Linked DNA regions of Arachis hypogaea: region 1 is linked to region 2. The links are chromatin contacts, called in public Hi-C maps. All regions are on one chromosome and are shown on one strand. The core of a region is the stretch at or near the end of the contact, and the rest is flanking DNA. Distances in the headings are between cores, read along the strand shown. Region 1 holds the start of LOC112758894 (cation/H(+) antiporter 20). Region 2 overlaps LOC112758889 (cation/H(+) antiporter 20).

Region 1 (4,378 bases), core at 561-3,060, 360 kb after region 2:
TGTTCCTGGTATTGCGGTGAGATCAGGTCCTGGAGGTTGCTTGGCTTGCGTGCTCCGGGTGGTACCATTCTTTGGGTGTAACTCGGCCTTTGAGGTTTTGCACCCTGAGGCACAGCTCTTGGATTATCTGTATCGCCTTCTCTCCCAGGCCGTCGAGTGGCTAGCCTTCAGTGGGAGGACGGTTGTCTTCTCTTGGTTATTGTTAGGTTGGGGTTGGTTGGCAATGTGCCGCGCTTGTTATCCTCCCGTGGGTGGGAGGAGTGTTATCTTGGAGTTCGGGAGTTGGGCTTCGTGGGTTTGAGTTGGGGTGTTGGCTGGAGGATTGCTCCTCAAGGTTCTCCCTCATGCCGCCACGATTTGGCAATCCCCCGCATCTATGCAAGAACTTTGAGAACTTTCTTGATCTCTTGGCTCTTGAGAGGTCTGAGCTTGGCCACGGTGGTGGCGTTAAGGAGGTCGTTCATGATGAACTTCCTTATGAATTTTTAGTAAGCTCCGAAGAGGGATTATGGCGACAGAGTTGTCAAAGGTGAGGTGGCAGATGGCACAGGTTTGGAACCTGGTGTTGAAGGAGGTGACCTCGTGGGTTTGGAGGAAGAGCTTGAAGAGTTCAAAAGAAGAAGCAACCACGGTGAGCATAGAGCCGAAGTAGAGGGAGAAGATAGGGCCATGGCGCTTGGAGAGACAGATGAGAGAGTGGTGAATGAGAGTGTCCAAGAAGTGGAGGTGTCCCACTAAAGGGAGGCGAGACTTTGGGCTCGGAGGATTTGGAATTTCATGTTGGAGTAGGGTAAAGGTGTATAAAGAGTGTTATCACTAAGAAGGTGATTGCAAGTCGAAGAAACATTGTTCCTTTGGGATTTCGCCGTTGGAGTAGGGCGAAGGTGTGTTATCACTGCAAAGGTGATGCAAGTTAAGGAAACATTATTCCTTTTTGCTCTCAGTTACAAGCAAGAAATCAAGTGAGTGAGTTTGAGGATTGCTCTTCTGGGTTATCCGCCATGCTACCACAACGTTGCAAAGTCCCCACAGACGGTGCCAATGTACTGGATGCCTCCAGTACGGGTTGAGAGATGGATCGAGAACTTGCAGGTTGAGGCGGATGCCAGATTATTTGACTGGAGCAATGGGGGTGGTACCTGCAAAGACACTCCGACGCTCAAGTCAGAATGGATCTAAGAGGTAAAAGGTGTGAGGAATGAATGAATACCTGGAGGGACCTGGGTCCTCTATTTATAGGTGATGGTAGCTATCTTATCTTATCTTGTTTGGCTAAGATAAGGGAGACGTTTGAATTCAAAAGTTGGTTAGGAGCTCTAGTAGGCCAATTCTAGGCCTTTTAGAAGGGCGAAGCGGGTCGGACCCGAGTAACCGAGTTCGGGAACCATTCCGGGCGTAGGATTCATGGGCCGGATCCGTAACCAGAAGCATATGTGTGTTGTATTTTGTTGTGGAAAATGTGGGTGCTAGGCATGTATGTGGGACAGTTTTTTTCTGAAATAAGGATGAAGAAAGCGGACCATCCGATTTCTTTGTAAAAAAAATTAGTACACAAATCGGAGGGTCCGACTTGTGTATCCTAAATTTTTTTAAGTTTTAAAACAGAAATCCGAGGGTCTGAGATTTGTGTTCCAAAAAATCAGACGGTCCAATTTTTGTTCCTAATACCACAATTACGTAAAGCACCTATACACTCCATAACTACGTACTACACCATTCCCTCAACCACATCTAAATTAAAAAGTGCGAGGAACTATTTGTTTTTTTATCTCTTAAATATATGTATTGGTATATATAAATTTCTTGGAGTGTCGTCAGCCTCTAAAGCCTAAACTGAAGCCCCTCCACTATAAAAAGCCGTTCCCATCCCATAGACTTGAACAAATGAAACTTAAGATGGCTAACATCACTACCATCAAAACCGCTTCCGATGGAGCGTGGCAGGGTGATAACCCTCTCAACTACGCTATTCCGTTGTTGATCATTCAAACCATCTTAGTCCTTTCCGTTAGCCGTAGCTTGACCTTCCTTCTCAAACCTCTTCGTCAACCCAAAGTTGTTGCAGAGATTCTCGTAAGTTTACTTATTTATTTGATGACTTACACTTACACATGTACGCATACAGTTCAAGTGCATGCCACTTAAAGACTTCAATAGGATAAATGAAAATACTGTCGAGCTTTACATTTTTTTTAATAAATCTTAAGTATAACATCTTTCTTTTTACAATCATGCTGCAGGATATAAAATTATACATTAAAAATAACTAAACAATACATATATTTATACGTAAATATATATATATTTATTAATTTAGTAACTAATTTAATTTTTGTGTGCAGATATTTTAGATTTGTATATAGAAACACCCAATTATATATGTACAACGAGGTTAGAATAATTATAGAAAAAAACAAAAATATTATATGTATATTAAAATTAATTATTATATATTTGTATAAAATATGTTAGATGTACGCTTAATATGGTTAAAAAAAATTTTGATTAAATGACTTAAATTGCACAAAATACTAATGAATGAAGACGTAAATTAAATGTCAGGGTGGAATTTTGCTTGGACCATCTGGAATTGGACGTAACAAACAATTTACGAAGTTGGTGTTCCCTTCATGGAGCACTCCCATACTGGAATCAGTGGCCAGCATTGGCCTCCTTTTCTTCCTCTTTCTTGTAGGCATTGAGCTTGATATTCGAACCATTCGCCGCAGCGGCAAGAGAGCTTTTAGCATTGCCGTTGCCGGAATATCCCTGCCGTTCCTCTTCGCCATGGGAGTAACCTTCCTCCTCCAGAAAGCCATCCACTTCGGAACCGGCCATAACTACCTCCAGCTCCTCATGTTCATGGGAGTATCCCTCTCCATTACCGCTTTTCCTGTGCTCGCCCGCATCTTAGCAGAGCTCAAGCTCCTCACCACACAAGTAGGAGAAACTGCCATGGCCGCCGCCGCCTTCAATGATGTTGCGGCCTGGGTTCTCTTGGCCTTGGCAATCGCCTTGGCCGATGGACAACACAAAAGCTCACCCCTCACATCTATTTGGGTTCTCATTTCAGGTGATCCAACTTATATTTTTATTATATAAATTATTATTACTTTCATTATTAAGATTTTCTAATTACTCATTTCTTTTTTGATAATGCTTCGGACTCAAATTAAGTTGTGGATAAGTATATATTTTAGAATTTAATTTTCATGCATAATAAATTTAAAATACTTTTACACAAATAAATCATATATTACTAGTTATTATAAAAAAATCATTTTTAAATTCATTATTTTACAAGCGCATACATTAATTTAAGGACGGTATAATTTTTTTCAACTATATGCTAATCAGTTACTAGTATAAAATATATGTTAAAATATATATTAAAAATAATTAAACCACATATGTATTTATACACAAATATATTGATGGCTGATTTTAATAGCTAATTTTAGTGTACAAATAGCATTTTTAAATTTTTTTATAGAGAAGTGTTAACAGACCAGCAAATTTTGTAATTTGTAACCATCAATTATCCATTATTAATATTTTAATAGTGTGAAATTATATTTAATGATTTAGGATTACTCTTTTTTTTTACTAGTTAAGTGTTAACCAAATTTTAATACAAATGCTGAGTTTTTAAATTTTTTTTTTATATTATTAGTGTTTACTTTATATTATGTAAATTTATGTGAGATATTTTATTACATACTATTTTTATTTTATTTTACTATTAAAATTTTATCAACCAGGCAGCTGTATTAATCAAAATATCTGAAATTCAAAACAAATATATGTTGGTTTCAGGGGTGGCGTTTGTTGCATTCGTATTGGTCCTTGTTAGACCCTTTATGAACTGGGTAGCACGCCAGTGGTCACGTCAACGCCAAGTCTTTGACGAAGCGAGCATATGTTTAACCCTCGCGGGGGTTATGATAGCAGGCTTTGTCACTGACCTCATTGGGATACACTCAATCTTTGGAGCCTTTGTTTTCGGGATCACGATCCCAAAGAAGGGCGAGTTTGCGAGCAGCGTCGCAAAGAGGATCGAGGACTTTGTCACGGTGCTGTTGCTTCCGTTGTACTTCGCCTCGAGCGGGTTGAAAACCGACGTTGCTAAGTTGCATGGAATGGAAGAGTGGGGGCTTTTGGTGCTGGTCATAGTGACGGCGTGCGTCGGAAAAATCTTGGGGACATTTACGGTGGCCATGATGAGCATGATACCTGTGAGGGAATCTCTTACTCTTGGATTCTTGATGAACACCAAAGGGTTGGTGGAGCTTATTGTTCTCAACATTGGCAAAGAGAAAAAGGTTAGTGCATGCATGCCTTGTGATAATTTTGGCATTAGTATTTGAGCCTGAAATAT
Region 2 (4,077 bases), core at 143-2,642:
TCTAGTATACAATGTGAAAGAAAACCTTTTTTTTAAGTATAGGTAAATAATGAAAATATTAAATAATGTGAACAATAGATATATTGGATGTTCATTTTATTAAATGTATAGATAGTTATTTTAATATTAAGATTTATATAATTAATTTAGAGGTATAATGTGTTTTTATTTAATTGATAGTTGTTCATATTATTTAAGATGGTCGTTGTTTACCTAACACTTCCTTTTCTTTTTACCTACTATTACAAGATCAAGCGCAAGTGAGGGATGTGTTTACGGCTATGACAAAATTTTTATATCCAAGAAACAATTTCCCTACTGAAAGGCAAAATGATCAGGGAATATAATATGTGCCTAACAATACTAATGTTATCGAAAAGTTAAATAAATTATAAATTCATGTAAAACTCATATAATCGTATTAAGTGTACAGCAAAATTAATTACTAATATTAAAAATAAATTAAATTATATATATTTATACATAAATATATAATAACTAATTTTGATATACAAATAATAATTTTAAAGGTGGCAATATATCTTGTCAATATTGTTAAATTATAGTAAGTATTGCAGTGGTCGTATTCTTCTTTTCTTCTTTTTTCTTTTTTTGGTGAGGTGAAAAATTTTAGAGAATGGAGATTTAATTTAATGATATACTAGACAATACTAATCAAATAGCGTCCTGTATATTTTCCTAAACAATTTGGGCAAATATTTATGAATAATTGTGTTGATTCCATGTTGATCACTTTACATCAATTCATCATGATATATATTGTTGTACATATTCACAGGTTCTAAACGACGAGATATTTGCAATCTTGGTGCTGATGGCATTGTTCACAACCTTCATAACAACCCCAATGGTGATGGCCATCTACAAACCAGCACGTGGCATCGCCATGAAGACCCACCGCAAACTCGGCGACTTAACCTCCAACTCCGCCAGCAACGAGAAGAAAGATGAGCTCCGAATCCTAGCTTGCGTCCATGGCCCCGGCAACGTCCCTTCCATCATAAGCCTCATTGAGTCAACTCGCAGCACCAAAAATTCCTTCGTCAAGCTCTTCATCATGCACCTTGTCGAGCTTACGGAGCGATCCTCCTCCATCATCTTGGTCCAACGGGTTAGAAAGAATGGTTTTCCGTTTTTTAAGCGGTCGCGCAATGGTGAGTGGCGCGACCGTTTAGCTGGAGCCTTTCAGGCCTACGGCCAATTGGGCCGGGTGTCGGTCCGGCCCACTACTGCAATCTCTTCTTTGCCTACAATGCACGAGGACATATGCCACGTGGCGGAGGAAAAGAGAGTGACCATGATCATCCTGCCGTTCCACAAGCACTGGAGCATGGAAGCTGATGACGAGGATAATGGTGGGGCCCACGAGGTGTTGGAAAACCTGGGCCATGGATGGAGAGGGGTGAACCAGAAGGTTCTCAAGCACGCGCCGTGTTCTGTGGGCGTGCTAGTGGACCGGGGTTTTGGAAGTGGGTCGCAAACTCCAGGCCCAGATAGCACGATGGGCCAACGGGTTTGCATCTTGTTCTTTGGTGGGCCGGATGATCGAGAGGCCTTGGAGTTGGGTGGGAGAATGGCTGAGCACCCTGTAGTTAGGGTCACTATTATCAGGTTTGTTGAGGAAGATGAATTGAATGGTAAAAATATTGTGTTACACCCCTCGCCAAATGCCAATTGCGACCAAAGTTATAGCTTCTCAACAGCTAAAATGAACCGTCAAATAGAGAAGGTAAATAATTACTATATTAACATGCGAATATATTTGTGCCAATTTATTCAGATATTTCAATATTATAACTTTTTGTTAATAAGTTATCGAAAATTTAATGTAATCTTTTAACACTATTTTGATTATCAAAAATAGTATTTATATGTAAAAAATCAGTTATTAAATCAGTCATTATGTATTTTGTGAATAAATACATGTATTGTTTAATTCAATATGTGTTTTGTATTTTATGTTAATAGTTGATTGGATAACTAATTTTTTTATTTATCTAGTATGTAAATCCATATTTTTATTTTATTTTTATCAATAACATTGCATGTACTAATAAATAGTTGAATTTAATGGTTCTTGTAGGAGTTGGATGAGAAGGCAATGGGAGAGTTTCGAGGGAGATGGGGAGAGATAGTTGGGTATGTTGAGAAGGCCAGTGAGAATGTTGTGGAGGAGGCACTAGGCATAGGTAGAAGCGGAGATTATGATCTTATAGTAGTTGGGAAGGGTAGGTTTCCGTCGAGTATGGTAGCAAATTTGGCGGAGAGGCCGGCAGAACACGCAGAGTTGGGTCCCATAGGGGATGTTCTTGCATCTGCAGGGCACGGCGTGGTGACGTCAGTGTTGGTAATTCAACAACATGATGTAGCTTTGACTGATGAGGCACCGGCATTGAGGGTGTTACATGGTGGCTATGACAATGCCAGAGGGGATAATGATTCATCATCTAGTGCTAAAGAAATTTCATCAGTTGACAACAATGATATAGTGTGATGGTTTTCTTTAAGCTCACTTTGGTTGATGAAAATAGAAAGCAAAATTACTTATTAGTAACGCCTGTCTAATAATGTACAGTATGATGTCCTAAGAGAAAATTAAAGCAAGCTGTTCGAATATGTGAAGTAATTAGTTGGGACAGGTGTTATACATATTATAGCCACTGATGGATCTAATGTTTGGAGCAAAAATAATACACATTATTATCAAAGGATATAGTGAAGTAATTAGTTGGGACAGATGTTATACATATTATAGCCACTGATGCATCTCATGTTGGTAGCAAAAATAATACATATTATTATCAAAAGATATATTAATTCAAAATAAATAAAGGTAAAAGTGCACATCAGTTATTCAAATAAAAAAAATTATATTAGTCACTAATTTTCCTTTTTTTTTTTTAAATTTTGAAAGTACTTCTCTTTTTGTTTTTATATTTTGAAAATGTTGAATAATTGTTTCATTAGTAATTTGATTAAATGTCTCTTTTTCTATATATGTAATTAAACAATCATTCAACCACTTGTCGATCTCCCATTCGATTATGAAGTCGACTTTTTATGATATTCATAATAGAAAATGTTTTTTCAACTTATGCTATTGCCTCAGGTAAAATTAAAGCTAATTTCAATAGGAGAAACACCAATGGATAAATAATATACTTTTTTGTCTCAACTAACTTTTGAGATAGTCCACTAATTCCATTTATATTTGAGAATTGATCATCAAGATACATATCGAATATAAAATTCTCAAGTTGATTAACAAGTGTCAAAAGTTGAGTAGAAGAGAATTCACGTGGATAAAATTCAGCTAAACAGATCAACTTCTTCTTATCAAATGCAAAAAATGAGTCACTTGAATTCAAACAAGCTATACAAAGAAGTAACTTAGTATTTACTTCTGTAAAATGATTGTTAAGCTCTTGAAGTTGTCTATCAACCACTTGATAAAATAATTCAACTTGAAAATGATGCAAGTTTGAGACTTTTTGAATTTTGCGCCTTGATATTCCTGGTGCTACAAATATGTCATTCATATTTGGAGCATGAATTTTGTGACTATCATAAAACAGTTAAACTTCATTGAGCAAAGAATACCAACCATCGTCTCTCATATTTTGCAATATTGCTTGAATACTTTAACCAATGTCATAGCTTTACAATGTCTTAATCACTTTTTTGTAGAGCTTGAGATAACTTATTAGTAACCCCCAATATACTTTTCATCAAATGTAAATTGAATACAAATTCAAAAGATTGAATATAATTCTATAATTGGCATACTTAAGCTCTTTGTTCTATTTTCATCTTTCTCAATGACTTCAAGAACTTCTACCAAAGAAAAAAAAATAAAAATCAAACTAAGTATTGTACTATAATGTGAGCCCTATAGAGTATCACCTGTCCTTTTCAATGTTGTTTCTTAATTTAAGCCACTAGAAGCATCTTTATTTTGTAATGTAACAATTGTCTTTTGCATTTGACTTTCACGGAGCATGTCCTTACGTTTAGAAGAAGCTCCAACAATATTGTACAAACCAGCAAACAAATTAA

Evidence for each region. Hi-C and Micro-C count contacts between places; a contact is called where the count stands out from the background.
Region 1: a Hi-C map of an unstated tissue shows a contact between it and region 2, with 4 times the contacts expected there. The contact joins the promoter of LOC112758894 here to the enhancer-like site in region 2. A contact is called at or near these places in 3 of 8 Hi-C or Micro-C datasets (leaf and an unstated tissue).

Annotation. Positions count from the first base shown.
Region 1 is chr16:31,832,989-31,837,366 of arahy.Tifrunner.gnm2.J5K5, forward strand. LOC112758894 (cation/H(+) antiporter 20) reads left to right here and starts at 1,811. Exons shown (of 5, transcript XM_025807681.3): 1 at 1,811-2,073; 2 at 2,563-3,073; 3 at 3,817-4,322. The coding sequence starts at 1,885.
Region 2 is chr16:31,475,814-31,479,890 of arahy.Tifrunner.gnm2.J5K5, forward strand. It overlaps LOC112758889 (cation/H(+) antiporter 20), which reads left to right. Exons shown (of 4, transcript XM_025807674.3): 3 at 800-1,750; 4 at 2,105-2,729. The coding sequence ends at 2,515. Among protein-coding and RNA genes, the nearest start is that of LOC112758889, 9.0 kb to the left of the region's middle. Within about 2 kb of position 1,393, at least 3 of the 3 cell types and tissues checked have open chromatin away from gene starts, as enhancers often do.